Linked DNA regions of Mus musculus: region 1 is linked to region 2. The links are chromatin contacts, called in public Hi-C maps. All regions are on one chromosome and are shown on one strand. Each heading gives the region's core, a stretch centred on a gene start, on an enhancer-like site or on the middle of the called end of the contact. The rest is flanking DNA. Distances are from core to core; before and after follow the strand shown.

Region 1 (7,218 bases), core at 2,220-4,719, 37 kb before region 2:
TGGCTCCTGTGGGGGCTGCAAGGGAGGCTGTGGCTCCTGTGGGGGATGCAAGGGGGGCTGTGGTTCCTGTGGGGGCTGCAAGGGAGGCTGTGGCTCCTGTGGGGGCTGCAAGGGAGGCTGTGGCTCCTGTGGGGGCTGCAAGGGAGGCTGTAGCTCCTGTGGGGGCTGCAAATCTAGCTGCTGCCAATCCAGCTGTTGCAAGCCCTGCTGTTGCCAATCCAGCTGCTGCAAGCCCTGCTGCTGCGAATCCTGCTGCTGCAAGCCCTGCTGCTGCCAGTCCAGCTGCTGCAAGCCCTGCTGCTGCCAGTCCAGCTGCTGCAAGCCCTGCTGCTGCCAGTCCTGCTGCTGCAAGCCCTGCTGCTGCCAATCCTGCTGCTGCAAGCCCTGCTGCTGTGAATCCTGCTGCTGCAAGCCCTGCTGCTGCCAGTCCAGCTGCTGCAAGCCCTGCTGCTGCCAGTCCAGCTGCTGCAAGCCCTGCTGCTGCCAGTCCAGCTGCTGTGCTCCTGTGTGCTGCCAGTGCAAGATCTGAGATATCGAACGATCTAGTCATCAGCTGAGTTCTTCCATTCTCTTCGTTGGGGTAGGGTGGGGTAGGGTTGGCTGTTCTCACTGTTCACAAAGCACTCCCTCGGATATCACCCTGTTTCTCTGAGGTGCTCTTTCTCAGATATATGGCCTTCTCTACTACTCAGCCAAGGAGGTTAGTGGCCACAGGGACTTTCTGACTCTTCCTTGGCCAATGTCTACTCCTCCCAGATGTTTCATATTCGTGGTCCGCAGCACCTGGTGAAGGACTGGATTCTTAACAGGAAAAAGCCACACACTGGCCACATCATGCCACTTCCTCCTGCCAGCACAGTCCACACTGGTTCCTCCATCATGCCATTTTTATACCTGTCTCTTAGAACACATTAATATTTTCCTTTAATAAACTCATCTTTTCACGGCAAAATAATTCTCCTTTCAGTGTAATCCTTTCCTGTCCTTCTCTGTTTGTGTACTGAGGAATGGCAAGTTCACTGTCAGTAGGCTCCCGGGAGACTCCGGAGAAGGTCTGAGTGGCCACCAGGAGAGGGCAGTGCTTGCCCACCCTTTGATGCAGTGAAGAGGCTCCTCACAATCAGGTAGGTGATGTATGTATGGAAGAATACAGTCCCTCTGCATCTCAGAGTATTTCCAGTGTTTTCCTGAGAGGACTTCTCTGAGCCTCAGAGTCCTGGCCTCAGGTTACTCTGTTCTTTGCAGGGGAAATACATAGGGGTAGACATTATTCACCCCCCCCCCCCGAGGGAGGCTGAGGCCTTCTTTGGATGGTCTGGGGTCTCCCATCACCCTGCTTGGACCATCAATATTCTGTTAAACATGATTCTTGGCACCTCCTTCCCTGGAAGTGCCCAGTCAGGAAATAGTAGCTGAGTGTGCCATGCTGACCATACTGGACAGGAGACACAAGAGTCCAGAGTCCAAGAGTCCAGGCTCAGATTCCCTTTTGGAATGTACAGGATAAGAGACAGGGGCAGGCACTAGAGGAGAAAAGCAATGACCACAACATGGTCATTGTGGTAGATTCTGGCCAGTGACCACTGCTAGGGGTGACACAGGCCAGGGAGGACCTGGATCAGATTGGACCCACACATGGTAGAGCAGGTCAACAGGATCCTAAATCCTAAGTGAGGAGGGTGAGCCTTCCCCCCAGGAAGCCTAGGCCTCAAGGGATGCAAAGAAAGTATTAGAACCCTGCTCAGAGCATTGACCACTGCAGATGTTCTCGTGGGGCAACAGGTGGGAAAAGGGACACACAAGGAGCTCTCTATGTGCATGGCTGGCAGCAGACAAAAAGCCACTGTGTCAGACAGGAGATTGGCTTCAGAATCACACCTCATGACAGTGTCTAGCCATGTCCTCCAGCAGGACCCTGATGGTCCAAATGAGACTCAGGATGTCAGCAGAGAATGTTAACCAGATGTGGCCGGGTTGAGGACATCGGCCACATAGAAACAGAGAAGGCAACAGACTACATTTGGGGACAGACTATCTACTATCTCCAAAGAGGGCCACTGCCACCGTGGAGGGCAAGACCGCCTACTCAAACCTCAACCACTCACACCTTTGACTGTTCACTTCATGAATCCTAGTGTCTCTGTGTCATTGTCCAAGCCTGTCTCCCAGGGGAGGGGAGGAGGGGAGGGGAGGGATGAGCTCAGCCGCAAAGCTACCCTAGCCATCTAGGCACATCTGTGAAGACAAAGGCTCAGAGCTTACCTGGTTGCTACCCTTGATCCACAGGGTTTCTAGCCCAGTTCCTGAGTTTAGTGGGGACCCTACAGGTGAAGTCCAGAAAAGGAACTGGCGGTCTGTGGGCCCCTGCTTTCCAGATCCTCAGCTGCTATGACTGGTATGGGTCTCTAGATATTTTTTGGGTCTCTGGATATTTTTCTATCTTTGATGCTCACAGCCAGTGCATATCCCTGCAGCTAGACCCTCTTTGGGTCACACTAAAAGACAGATTTAGGGTCTGTTAAGATTTATTTTCAATTGGTAGAGTGCTTGAATTACAAACATGAGGGCCTGAGTTCAATCCCCAGAACCCACTATAAAAAAGCCAGGCTGAGCAGATAGCTCTGAGGTCAGAGCTGCTCTTACACAAGACTGAAGTTGAGTTTCCAGCTCCCATGTAGGAGGCTCACAACGACCTCAACCCCAGCTCCATGGGATCTGAAGCCTTTATCTAGCCTCCACAGGCACTCACACTCAGATATGTATTAGAACCACACACATATATATAAATTAAAGCAACATTCACCTCTCTCTCTCTCTTTCTCTCTGGTACATGCACATACACACAAATAAATAAAATAAAATATTTTTTATTTATATGAATACACTGCAGCTGTCTTCAGACACACACTAGAAGAGTGCATTGGATCCCATTTCAGATGGCTGTGAGCCACCATGTGGTTGTTGGGAATTGAACTCAGGACCTCTGGCAAAACAGTCAGTGCTCTTAACCGCTGAGCTGTCTCTCCAGCCCAAAATAAAATATTTTTAAAGTGAGGTGGTGTGGTGGCATGTGCTTGTAATTCCAGAGCTAGAGAGGTTGAGGGGAAAAGAGGACCCCTGGGACTCACTGGCCAGCTGGCCTAGCCTACTCAGAGAGTTCAAGACCCAAAAGAGAGTCTGTCTCAAAAACCAAGATGGACAGTTCCTGAGAAATGACAGCTTAGGCCTACACATGCACAGAAAGATAGATAGATACATAGGAAAGTAGGTAGGTAGGTAGGTAGGTAGGTAGGTAGGTAGGTAGGTAGGTAGGTAGATGACAGAACAGTGGATTCTGTATGGGGATACAGAGAGAAGATATTGTCTGAAGCCAAGGAGAGAGGAACTGGGAAATGCCAGCCCTGGAGCACCTCCATCTTGACCCTCCGGTCTCAGGTGCATGGGATAATGAGCCTCTGATCTTAAAGCCACCGGCTATATCGGTTGCTACAGTTGCTCCAGCCAGTTCCATGGGTATGATAAGAGCTAGACAGACCCAACTGGGGGAGGTCAGAATGGTGGGGTCAACCTGGTTCTACAATACAAAGTTGCACAGGCTGTGTTTGCAGAAGCTTCTGAAACACTGAGGTGATAAAACAAACAAACAAACAAACAAACAAACAAACTGTTTCATTCAGGATATAGCCACAGGTGAGCCGGGGTCTGAAGCTTGGGTAGATTCATCTCTCAGGTGTTAAGCTCATGTCTGAGACTGTGTAGGAATCCCCTCTTTGCCAAATCGCCAGGAGTACATCGCCCTCTAGGTCATTGGTTCTATTGAAATGAACTGGCCTAGTTTTTCCCACTCTCCCCTGTAGCCTCTACCCTCTTATCTGAGATTATTGAGGGCTGCAGATCCGGCTCAGATGTAATCTGGTCCTATGACTGGGCACAGGGCTGGTGACATACAGTATTCTTGGAAACAATGGTGTCAGCATGTCAGAAGCTATGATAGGACTGGCCGGAGAAGGTGGAAGAGGACTTTACATTCTCCCCAGGACAGCAGGAAGGTGCAGCTGGGCTGTCTCCTACCCCAGCAAGAAGAGAGAGACACATAAATAAAACAGTCTCAGGGAGGAAAGGTGATGCCTCCTCCATCAAGATAGCAGGTAGCCTTGATAGGTTCTCAGTCAGTTCACACCTAAGCTTACCACAGAGTACCACAACAGAGCAGTATTATTAGGTGGCATCTCTGTCCCCACAGAGACCTCACCCCTGGAAATGCCACTTTTCAAGTGGGCTGGAACCTGACTCTCCAAGGCAGACATAGCAGAGTGAATGCTGAGACTGTGAAGCCCTGATGGTATTCAGAGACCACTTAGACAGCAGGTGAGCTCATCCAGACTGAGGCTTGAGCCTCCAACCCCCTCCTTTTATTACTTTCTTTTCTGAAGCAAGTTTCCACATAACCCGGGCTGGCCTTGAGCTGACTGGGTAGCTGAGGATGACCGGGAACTCTTGACCATCCTGTATCCACTTCCCAAGTGCTAGGATTGCAGGTATGCACCCGTGATGGGTTTGAACCCTGCACTTCACACAAGGCAAGCAAGCACTTTACCAACTGAGCCATCATCTCCCTTCATCCTTATTTGAGTAGAAACACATGTGGTATCATTGGAGCAGCTCAGCCATGTTCAGCACATGTCCAGTATTTTGCAGTCAACCCCCTGCGGAACCCCTAACTGTTCCATCACTACTAAACCCCACCCGCATCAGCAGACTCTTCCCATCCTCCTGCATCCACCATCATGCTTCCTTGTCTCTGGGCTGCTTCTACTTCAGAAAGATTATGTAAGTGGAACCACAGATGTGGCCAATTGTGCCTGGCATTCCCACTGAGCAACATGTAGTGGGTTTTTATGAGGTGGTGGGAGGGGGGGTTGTTTTGTTTTGTGTTTAAGACAAGGTTTGGCTATGTACCCAAGCTGTCCTTGAATTTGCAATCATCCTGCCTGAGCCTCCCAAGTGATGGAATTATGAGTGATACTTGCTATTTTTCAATCTCATGACCTTACTCTTTGTGGGGAATCTCTCCACAGAGATCAGGGTTCACACTCCAATTCAGTTGCTAGGGTAAAAACTGCCTCTGCCCTTTATAACCCAGTATAACCCAATATAAAGGTGATATATTCCTTTAATTCCATATATATATATATATATGCCTAACAGTCATCTCAAGGTTGGCCTCAGGCTTACTGTGTAGCACAGGGTAGATTTGAATTCATAATCCTCCTGCCTCTAACTTCGCAATTTCTGGAATTACAGGCATGCACTACCAAGACCAGATTTCATGAAATGTTAAGTTCCAGAAAAATATATCTCAAGATTAAGATAAAAAAAGGATAAAAAGGATATGGAGAAGAAAGCTGGAGAGATGGCTCAGTTGATAAAGCACATGCCATATATGCATGAGGACCTGAATTTAGACCCCTAGAACCTAAGTGAAAAGCTGGGGATGCAGGCTCACATCTGTAATCCGAGCACTGGGAAAGCAGAGACAGGACACCCTGGAGCTCGCCAGTCAGTCCATCTAGCTAAATCAGTGAGTTCTGGGTACAGTGGAAAACCCTGTCTCAAAAAATAAGGTACACATACCTCTGGCCTTCACAGGGATATGCACAGATGCACGCATTAAGCCCTAACATGAGTGTGCACATACATACTCATATACCACACATGTCCACACACACATAAAAAGACATGAATAGAAGCATATCCCCCTCCTACCTGGAGGACCTTGGCATCCTAGTCCAGTGACAGCCATGGCAGCCCGTGTGCTTGGGTAAATTCTTATCCTCATGTCAGGAATGCTGTGGGTATTTCTGCCACAGGATGGGTCTTGATCCTGGCGACCAGTCCTCAATGTCTTTGGGTCTTCCTGAGCTTCCTGTGGGCCACTCACAAATCAGGGTGCCGATCTTTATCAGAACCTTCACTTCTTAGCATCTCATACACACCCCATCTTACTCTTAATGTCTTTATCAATGTTCCCCCAAATCAAGATGGCTCTCCAAAGGAAGTTGCAATCTCTGCACATGTTTCCATCTCTCAACCTGACATCCAGACCAGCCTCAGCAGGCTGGAGATTTTTTCAAATGGGAGCAAGTATTCAGGGAGTCCAGATGGGCTGACATGCATACTATAAAGGGTGCTTGCCTAGCTGCACAAACCCCTGGGTTTCATCTGCAGCACACTGTAAACATGGTATATTAGCACACGTCTAACCCGACACTTGGGAAGTGAAGACTGGAGGGTCAGAAGTTCAAGGTCATTCTCAGCTTCATAACAATTTAAGGCCCTCAAGAAAAAAAACTATAATCCTTGGATATTTCTGTAAGTCCATCTTGCCACTTCCCTCAAAGCTCACTGTGTCTAGAGGATTTCTCTGGGCTTCACTGGAGCAGGTGGTTGGGTTTGGTCTATGACACTGTGGTTGGTTGGTTGGTTGGTTGGTTGGTTGGTTGGTTGAGTCAGGGTTTCTCTCTGTAGCTGTCCTGGAACTCACTCTATAGATCAGTTCTACCAGCTCGAACTCGGAGATTCACTTGCCTCTGCTCCCAAGTGCTGAGCTAAAAGGTATTTGCCGCCAACACTTGGCCAAAGACAACTTCATCCCCAAAAATTTTAACCTGAAAATCAGTCAGTCGATTAGTTTACTGTAATTAAGTCCCTGTCCAAGTCAACAGAGAGGTACCTTGAGGAATCTGGCCACTGGAAAGCAGTGTCTCTTTGAGCACACACTTAAAGGACCTGAACCACAGCTGGAGATGGCATGTGCCACCTACTGTAGAAGATGGGAAGTGTACACGGTCCCCACAGACCTACAGCCTAGGAAGCTGAGATAGGTAAGGCTTGTTCCTTGGGAAAAGCCTTTCTCCAGCGTTTAAGACAAAGATCTGTCTTAGATGAAGAAAGAAAGCAAGGGAATAATATCTTGTTCAACCAGGTCTTCTTCCTCTGTCATTAATGAGGATTTACTCTGGAAGTTAAAAGATTCATGGCCTGAAGAAACTGGTTTGAATGACTTGGGATTTGGAAGAAGGAAGAGGATAGATGATTTTTTGATTTCCATCCCAGATGTTTTATTTCTGTGACAGAGAGAATGTAACCAAGCTGCTTCACCTCTGGGACTGAGTCTTCCCTTGATGGAGGAGCAGGTTTGAAAATTCTTCCTGCAGA
Region 2 (6,889 bases), core at 4,163-6,662:
AGAGACAAGAGATCCCTGGAATAAGCCAGGTCGTTAGACTAACCAAGAAGGTGAGCTTTGTGTTCAAATGAGAGATCCTGGCCTAATATAAGGTGGCAAACAATTAAAGAAGATACCTCTAGATAATAACCTCTAGCTTCTACATCCATTTATGCACACCCACACATACATGCGCCTGCAGCTATACACATTCAAACATGTACGCACATGTATTAAGAAAAAAACAATTTTTAAAATAGATGACCCAGAATTGTAATCCAAATAAACCTTCACTTACCCAAAAGTTGTTTTTGAGTATTTGTCACATCAGCAGGAATGAAAACACCAGGTCCGTGGGTGGCTTCCCACACTGTGTTTGTAGTTTCACCACACCTGTAAGTCCCTGTGTGTAGTACCTATGATGTCAGAAACCTGTAATTCCAGCACCCAGAAGGCAGAGGCAGTGAGATTACCATGAACTCCAATCATCCTGGACTATAGAGTGAGTTCAAGGTCAGTGGGTTACAGAGCAACATCTTGTCTCAGGAAAGGGCTAGGGGTGGGATAAACACCGGTTGGAATAGCACTGCAAGCCTCCTGGAAATACAGCAACACACGGACGTAATTGTGGGAGAGCTACAATGAAGAAGCATTTCCCCGGCTTGGAGAAGCATAACGGCAGAGTCCATACCCATTTCCACATCTGTGTCTGAGTACTGACAGCATTCACCCATGAACAAGTGAAGGGCTGGGCTTAAGGGGAGTCTGTTTACTTAAATGCAAACATTTTTAGTTGCCAACCCATCATCTTCCATAGTGGCCACACCAGTCTACATCCCTGACAATAGAGAAGAGGCTTCACTGTCCCCCACATTCTCATCAGCATCTGTTGCTTTTGTTCTCTTGAGTCTGACTGGGGCGAGATGGAATTCCAAACTGGATTTAATTAACATTTCCCTGATGTATGCATGTTTTCCAAACAAATAAAAATAGGACTACCATATAGCCCAACTACTAGTAGCCCCCAGGGCCATAGACCAAGGCTAGGTCCATATTCCACAGAAATACTTGCACACCCACATTTGCTGCTACACCAGCCAGGAAATGGAATGACTCTAGATATCCATCCACAGATGAATGGCTAGAGAAAATACACACAAAATCGGATGCAACTACAACATTAAATGAAATACATCAAGGCTCAGAAAGACAAACACTACGTGTTTTCTCTTGTAAAAAGAATGCAGACATTTTTGGTGGTGGTGGTGGGAAGGGGTACAGGACATGAATCTAGAAGAAGTAAAGGCTGGGGAGATGGCGCAGGTGTTAAGAGTGCTACTTGGCCAAGCCTGAGAACCAGCTTTGGGTCAAAGCACCAATGTAACAAAGTCTCAGAGATGCTTGTAACCCTGGCGCTCACAGGAGTAAAGACAAAGATCTCTGGAGCTTGCTGGCTTTTAGCATAGCTAGAAAAGTAGAAGTTCTAAGTTCAGGAAAAGACTCTGTCTCAAAGGCAAAAGTGATAGAAGAAGATATATTCTATGTGTGCACAAATGCACATAAAGTGCATGCCCATGTGAAAGCACACACACATCTGCATACACACAAACTAAAAAGAGAACAATGAGAAGGGACCCTAAGGGATGTGGGAGAGGAGAAAGAGAGGAAAATGGAATCTGTGTGAGGGAAGCAGGGGGAGCTACTAGGGGGACAGAAAAGCTGCCAGAAAGAGAGAGGCATGGGGATGGTGGAGGGCAGTTGTGGTGTGTGTGTGTGTGTGTATGTGTGTGTGTGTGTGTGTGTGTGTGAAGTATCATAATGAAACCCATAACTTCGCATGCTAAGTTTATATTTTAAAGGGGTAGATAGTAACAGGAAGACTAGAGAGAGGTTAAGAACAGCAGTTAAGAACACTTACTGCTCCTGCAGAGGACCCAGGTTCAGTTCCCAACACCTACATGTCACTCACAACAGTCTGCAAACCCAGTTCCAGGGCATGTGACTTCATCTTCTGGCTTCTGAGGGCATTGTGTGAGTATGGTGCTCACCCACACATGCAGGCAAATGTTTATAGACATTAAACATAAATAAGTAACAGCCACTTCATCTGTTAAGAAAAAATAACAAAGAACATCTCCTTTTTAAAGAGCTAAAAAAAAAAAAAAAACAGTTTGAACGGTGGTACATGGGGCTGAGGAAGATAAATTCTAGCAGGGACCAATGTTCCATTCTGTAGGAAGACACAGAGTTCTGCAAATGGATGGTGGTGGCAATATATAGCAAAATGAATATTCTCAAGGCTTCTGGGTTGTACTCTTCAGTGTTGAAAATGCACATGCGTATTTGACTTTAAAATATAATTTAAAAATAAAGATTGAGGATATGGCTCTGTGACAAAGTAATTGCCTAGCATCCAAAAGGCACTGGGTTGGATCCCTGGCACTGCCACACTTGTGGTAATAAAGGTAAATATATATTTTTTTTAAATCAGGAAAGGGACATCTGCTGTGCCTTAGAAGTCAGGCTGGGCAGTCCAAGGGCACAGGTGGTTCTAATGCCTCACAAACTGAAGCAGAGCTGAACAATCATTTTTCTTTGCCAGGCCGTGGGTCAGTCTCTGGGGTGACCTCCTAGCTGCACCTCAGGCGGCCAGCCTGCACAGTGTACTGTTGTGAGCAGCAGAGGGCGCACGTGGACAGAGCAGACAGACCCAAGCTCGCTGCACCTGCTAGACTTTGAGTGAACATCCAGGCTCCGCACTCTGCAGCAGCCAGTACTGCCTTAGTCTGGGCGAGCCGCTAGCACTTGCAGGGTTCTGTCAACACAAAAGAATCTAAAAGGTGTCCTCAGGCCTGGGGCCAGTGTGGTGCAGAAAGTCTGCCAGAGGTTGGATCTTGTCCTCTGTTGGCACAGATAGATGCAGCTGACTGGATTCGGCTCTGAAGAAACCACACCCTGAGACTGCTTTGCTAGCTCCAAACCTTTCTCATCAACTTTCCAGACTGCCTCATTCCTTGGGGTGTGAGGGAACAAGATGAAGAAGATGGGGATGACCCAGCACCCACTGAGAAGGCACAGGTCTACAGAGCAGGTACTGCTGGAATGGGCCATAACTAGTGTCATCTATATGGTAGAGCCTAGCATGTCTACCCACAAATTGTATGTGTATAACCATAAGTATGTCCTAACCCAAAATTATAAGCTTACTTGAAATACTTTAAGGTTTTTTTTCTTGCAACTGGATTATATCGTATACAATATTGTGTGTTCCAGTTTCAAAAGTGTGGGGACAGGCTACTGGGTAAGCCCATTTACCTGGGGGTTCCAGAAGGTGCTTGAACCTGGCAAGAATCTGCCCCCAGCACAACTGAGATCTAATTGGGCACTCCTAGAGTATCAGACCATACCCTGCCACACTCTTCCTCACCTGGATACCCTCTTAGGGGTATCTACTGGGCTCCTCTTGAGACTGGAAGAGTGAAAAGCAATGCTTGCTCTCTCTCTCTCTCTCTCTCTCTCTCTCACACACACACACACACACACACACACACACACACACTAGCACCCAACAACTCCTTTGTCAGCCTCCACACCTTCCGCCCCAAGCTCTTTCAGGGCTGCTGCTGCCTCCTCCTGAATCCTACATGACCCGATTGCCTGAATCTGCCCAGGTCTCGGCTTGCGTTACTCCCCCTCCCCAGACCCCCAAACTCCCCATTTCCTGGACTCAGAGTGGGCAGGAAGCCAGCACATCAACCACCCCAACACTGACCTGAGTAAGCATCCAGTAGAGCTGGCCATCTTCAGCCTCGAGGGCTACCTTCAGCAGGAGGTATCAACAGCATTTAGGGCTCAGCCTGAGTCAAGGAGACAAAGATCTGAACCCAGAGCCAACCCCAAACATCCCTGGGGCTCCCCATGCTTCCTTCCTGGCAGCACTCCCAAGTTGTTTGTTTGTTTTGTGCTATTTCTGAGCCAGAGACACCTCTTCCCTCCAACCTGTATTAATCCCAGGCTAGACTCCCAGACTCCCCTTGGGCTACATAGAGAGGTTTCTGCAAGCCGGTTCTAAACACTCATAATGAACCAAGCCAAGCTGGATACAGTAGGGTAAAGGAGAAGGTCCCTGCAGAGCCTTGCCCAGCACCTAGTGTGGTCTGCAGTATTCTTCACACAATCTATACTAGCAAAGGAGTGCTCCTTCCTTTGTGCCTGCTTCACTCTCTGTGACCCTTCCTTCAACCAGCCATCTCCTAAACTCTGCCCTTCATCGAGTGAGAGGCTGGACTTCCAGGGAAAGTTCAGGACACTCCACCCCCCTCCCACCCCCCACGAGACTCATATTATCTGGTCACCTCACTGTCCACCTAGTCAGGGCCACGTTTTTGAAGTATCTGAGAAGGTCTGGCATCATGGTGGGTGCTAGTAATCTCATCACTCAGAAGGCTGAGACCAGCCTGGCATACAATAAAGAATTTTCTGCCAACCTGTTCCCGAGGAGGAGGGAAAACTAAGGGAAACGTGGCTTATGTTTGCAGGTGGACCACTTTGGCACAAGACTCCCCTTCCTCTGAGACCTGCCTGACCCCTGTGTATTTCTGCCCTAGTTGTAATTACCCATGTTTTTTGAGTGCTCACGTGGTTGTGTTCACACAGTGGGATGGAGCCGACAGTCCCCAGCGGGCAGGGGAGATGTCCGGGTGGGAGTAGAGGTCGTTTCCAAGCGGCTTTTCATTGGAAGCTGTCAAGAACTGGATGTCATAGGTAGGGGGGCAGCGCCGCCCTGGGGAGCACACCGGTGGGTCTGGAGCCCCGCCCCCTGATTTCCCGGGATGAGTGACCTGAGGCAAACCACATCGCCTAGGAGCTTCTTCTGCAAAGTGTAGAGCTGGACTTCCACCTCCAGGGGTCGTGGAGAGGACAAACGCGGATGCTGCAGGTAAGGCCCTTTGCGGCCGCAGCTCTCCATGACCCTTTTCCCTGGGCCGCACTGGGGCAGGGGAGGCGCACTCTGGGAGGGCGTCCTCTCGCGAACAAAGGCTAAGGGAAGGAGAGAAATCCGTGACAGGTTCAGTCCAGGCGGGCCGAGAGAGGGAGACCCTTGCATACTAGGACAGTAGACGCTGGTTAGAGTGCCGCGAGGCAGAGGGTTCTTGGGGATACCAGGAGCCCTGAGCTGGGAAGGCTTCCTGGAGGTGGGGAGCTGCGGCGTGCGTGGCCCCTTTAAGAACCGATGCCCGAGAAGCTTGGGGCGCGGGGGACGGAGGGCGGTGGCAGAGAGACCCACGGCCGCCGCCAGGGCTCCGCACCCAGCGCCCGCTCCGCTGACGTCACCTGCCCCCGAGCGGCTCACTCTGATTGGCTGCAGGTGACGTCAGGGGCTTTTTCGCTCGGCATGACCTCATCCCCACCGGCAGCCCCGCCCTCCGCCCCGGGCCTGTCACTCGCGGCTCCCGCGGTGGCCGAGCCGGCTCCGCGGACCCCCGCCCCACCCGGACGCCGGACGCCGGACGCTGAGCCGGGCCGGAGCTGCCGGCCGCGCCCGCCAAGTCGCGGGCTGGGATGCGCGCCGTGAGCGCGCGTGCCCGACCGCAGTACGCGCGCTCCGTCCCGAGCGAGCGCTCCCCGCGGTGGCGGCGACGACGGCGGCGGCGGCGGCGACGCGCCCCGCGCGCCTCTCCGGCCCTTGCCCCGGCTACGCGGGCCCCCGACGGGCCCATGGGTGGCGGAACGGAGCGGGCGCCCTGAGCGCGGCACCGGCGTTGGGGGCAACCCCAGGGCAAGCGAGAGCCAGGTGAGCCAGGCGCTGACAGCGGTCGAGTCCTAAGCCGGGTGTGGGCCCAGGACGTGCGGAGGTTTTTGCGGTTGTGTGCCCTGAAGGAAGAAGCTCTTTGGAGCACCGAGAATAAATGGCTCTGCCCCGCGAGCGGCGCGCGCTGCAGATCCGCGCCTGCAGTGCGCTGTCTTTCTCGGCATATTCCTTCTTATCTGGAGGGATATATATAAGAGACCTAGGGATTCGCGGGGGAGGGCTGAGATCCAGCACAGATCGGTGAGAGTCCCTGCGAAGCGCCCCCGCTGGCAGCCAGATTTGGAGAAGGTCGTCCGCGGCTGCAGCGGGCAGGGGGATGCGAAACCTCCGACGCCAGAGGGTCGGCTCCGGCCTGCGGTAGGCTCCTTATCTGGAGAGGAAGCTATAGGACCCCCCCCCACTCTTCGACTCGCATGGCTGTCCCGTCACCCCCACTTCATGGTGCTCCACTCGCCTCTGCGGATAAAGAACATCCTTACCCGACGCAGAGGCTGTAGGCGCGATGCTGGGGGAGGGGCCGGCACGGCTGCCTCCTGCAGCCTGTCTCCCTGGCCTCTCTGCCTACCTTGGGAGGGAGCGGCCAGTCAGATGCTGCTGGTACCCTTGTGCCAAACCTTGCAGGTGGAGGAGCAAGAACAGGCTCAGCTTCCACTAGATCAGACCTCTTGGAATAAATTGGCCTCTGACTCCTTGTTGACAGGGTGTGCTGCGCCTGCAGCAGATAGATTGGGGGCCTTGATGGTGCAGTGATGGGGGTGGGGGACCAGTGTGGCATCTGCAATGCTCTGTTGTGCAGTATGGGGTGGGGGTGGAGGTGCTTCGGGTCAGGGGCACGGCTTCTTTCACAGTATGAATGAATTCAGAATGGAAATCCAGTGACCTGTAGACCCAGCCTCACATTTACTTGCCCCTAGGGTAGCTGGGTGGGTGAGGGTAGCTTACAGTGCCAGGCTCTGCCCTGGGAGATCAGAGTCCCCGTGCATTCACTATTTGGTTAGCAGGCACCTGATACAGATGAGCAGATCATGTGACCAGGAGCTGTAGGTTCATCTTTATGTCTGACTTGCTGCAGTCAGCTTAGGGACCTCAGGAGAGTTG

Evidence for each region. A called contact is a pair of places that touch in the nucleus more often than the background predicts.
Region 1: a Hi-C map of rod photoreceptor shows a contact between it and region 2, with 2.4 times the contacts expected there. The contact joins the enhancer-like site here to the promoter of Dusp8 in region 2. A contact is called at or near these places in 1 of 484 Hi-C or Micro-C datasets (rod photoreceptor) and 3 of 115 datasets of contacts at active chromatin or transcription factors (embryonic stem cells and pancreatic cancer cells).

What each region holds. Positions count from the first base shown.
Region 1 is chr7:142,128,647-142,135,864 of GRCm38.p6, reverse strand. It overlaps Gm32786 (a long non-coding RNA gene), which reads right to left. Exons shown (of 7, transcript XR_870057.3): 6 at 5,767-7,218. It overlaps Gm39115 (predicted gene, 39115), which reads left to right. Exons shown (of 1, transcript NM_001347556.1): 1 at 1-922. The coding sequence ends at 529. Among named protein-coding and RNA genes, the nearest start is that of Gm39115, 3.8 kb to the left of the region's middle. Within about 2 kb of position 3,469, at least 3 of the 459 cell types and tissues checked have an H3K27ac peak or open chromatin away from gene starts, as enhancers often do. A contact at or near this core is called in rod photoreceptor, where this site is marked.
Region 2 is chr7:142,093,807-142,100,695 of GRCm38.p6, reverse strand. Dusp8 (dual specificity phosphatase 8) reads left to right here and starts at 5,412. Exons shown (of 7, transcript NM_008748.3): 1 at 5,412-5,773. It overlaps Gm32786 (a long non-coding RNA gene), which reads right to left and starts at 6,530. Exons shown (of 7, transcript XR_870057.3): 1 at 6,357-6,530; 2 at 4,618-5,019; 3 at 3,752-3,836; 4 at 1,898-2,086.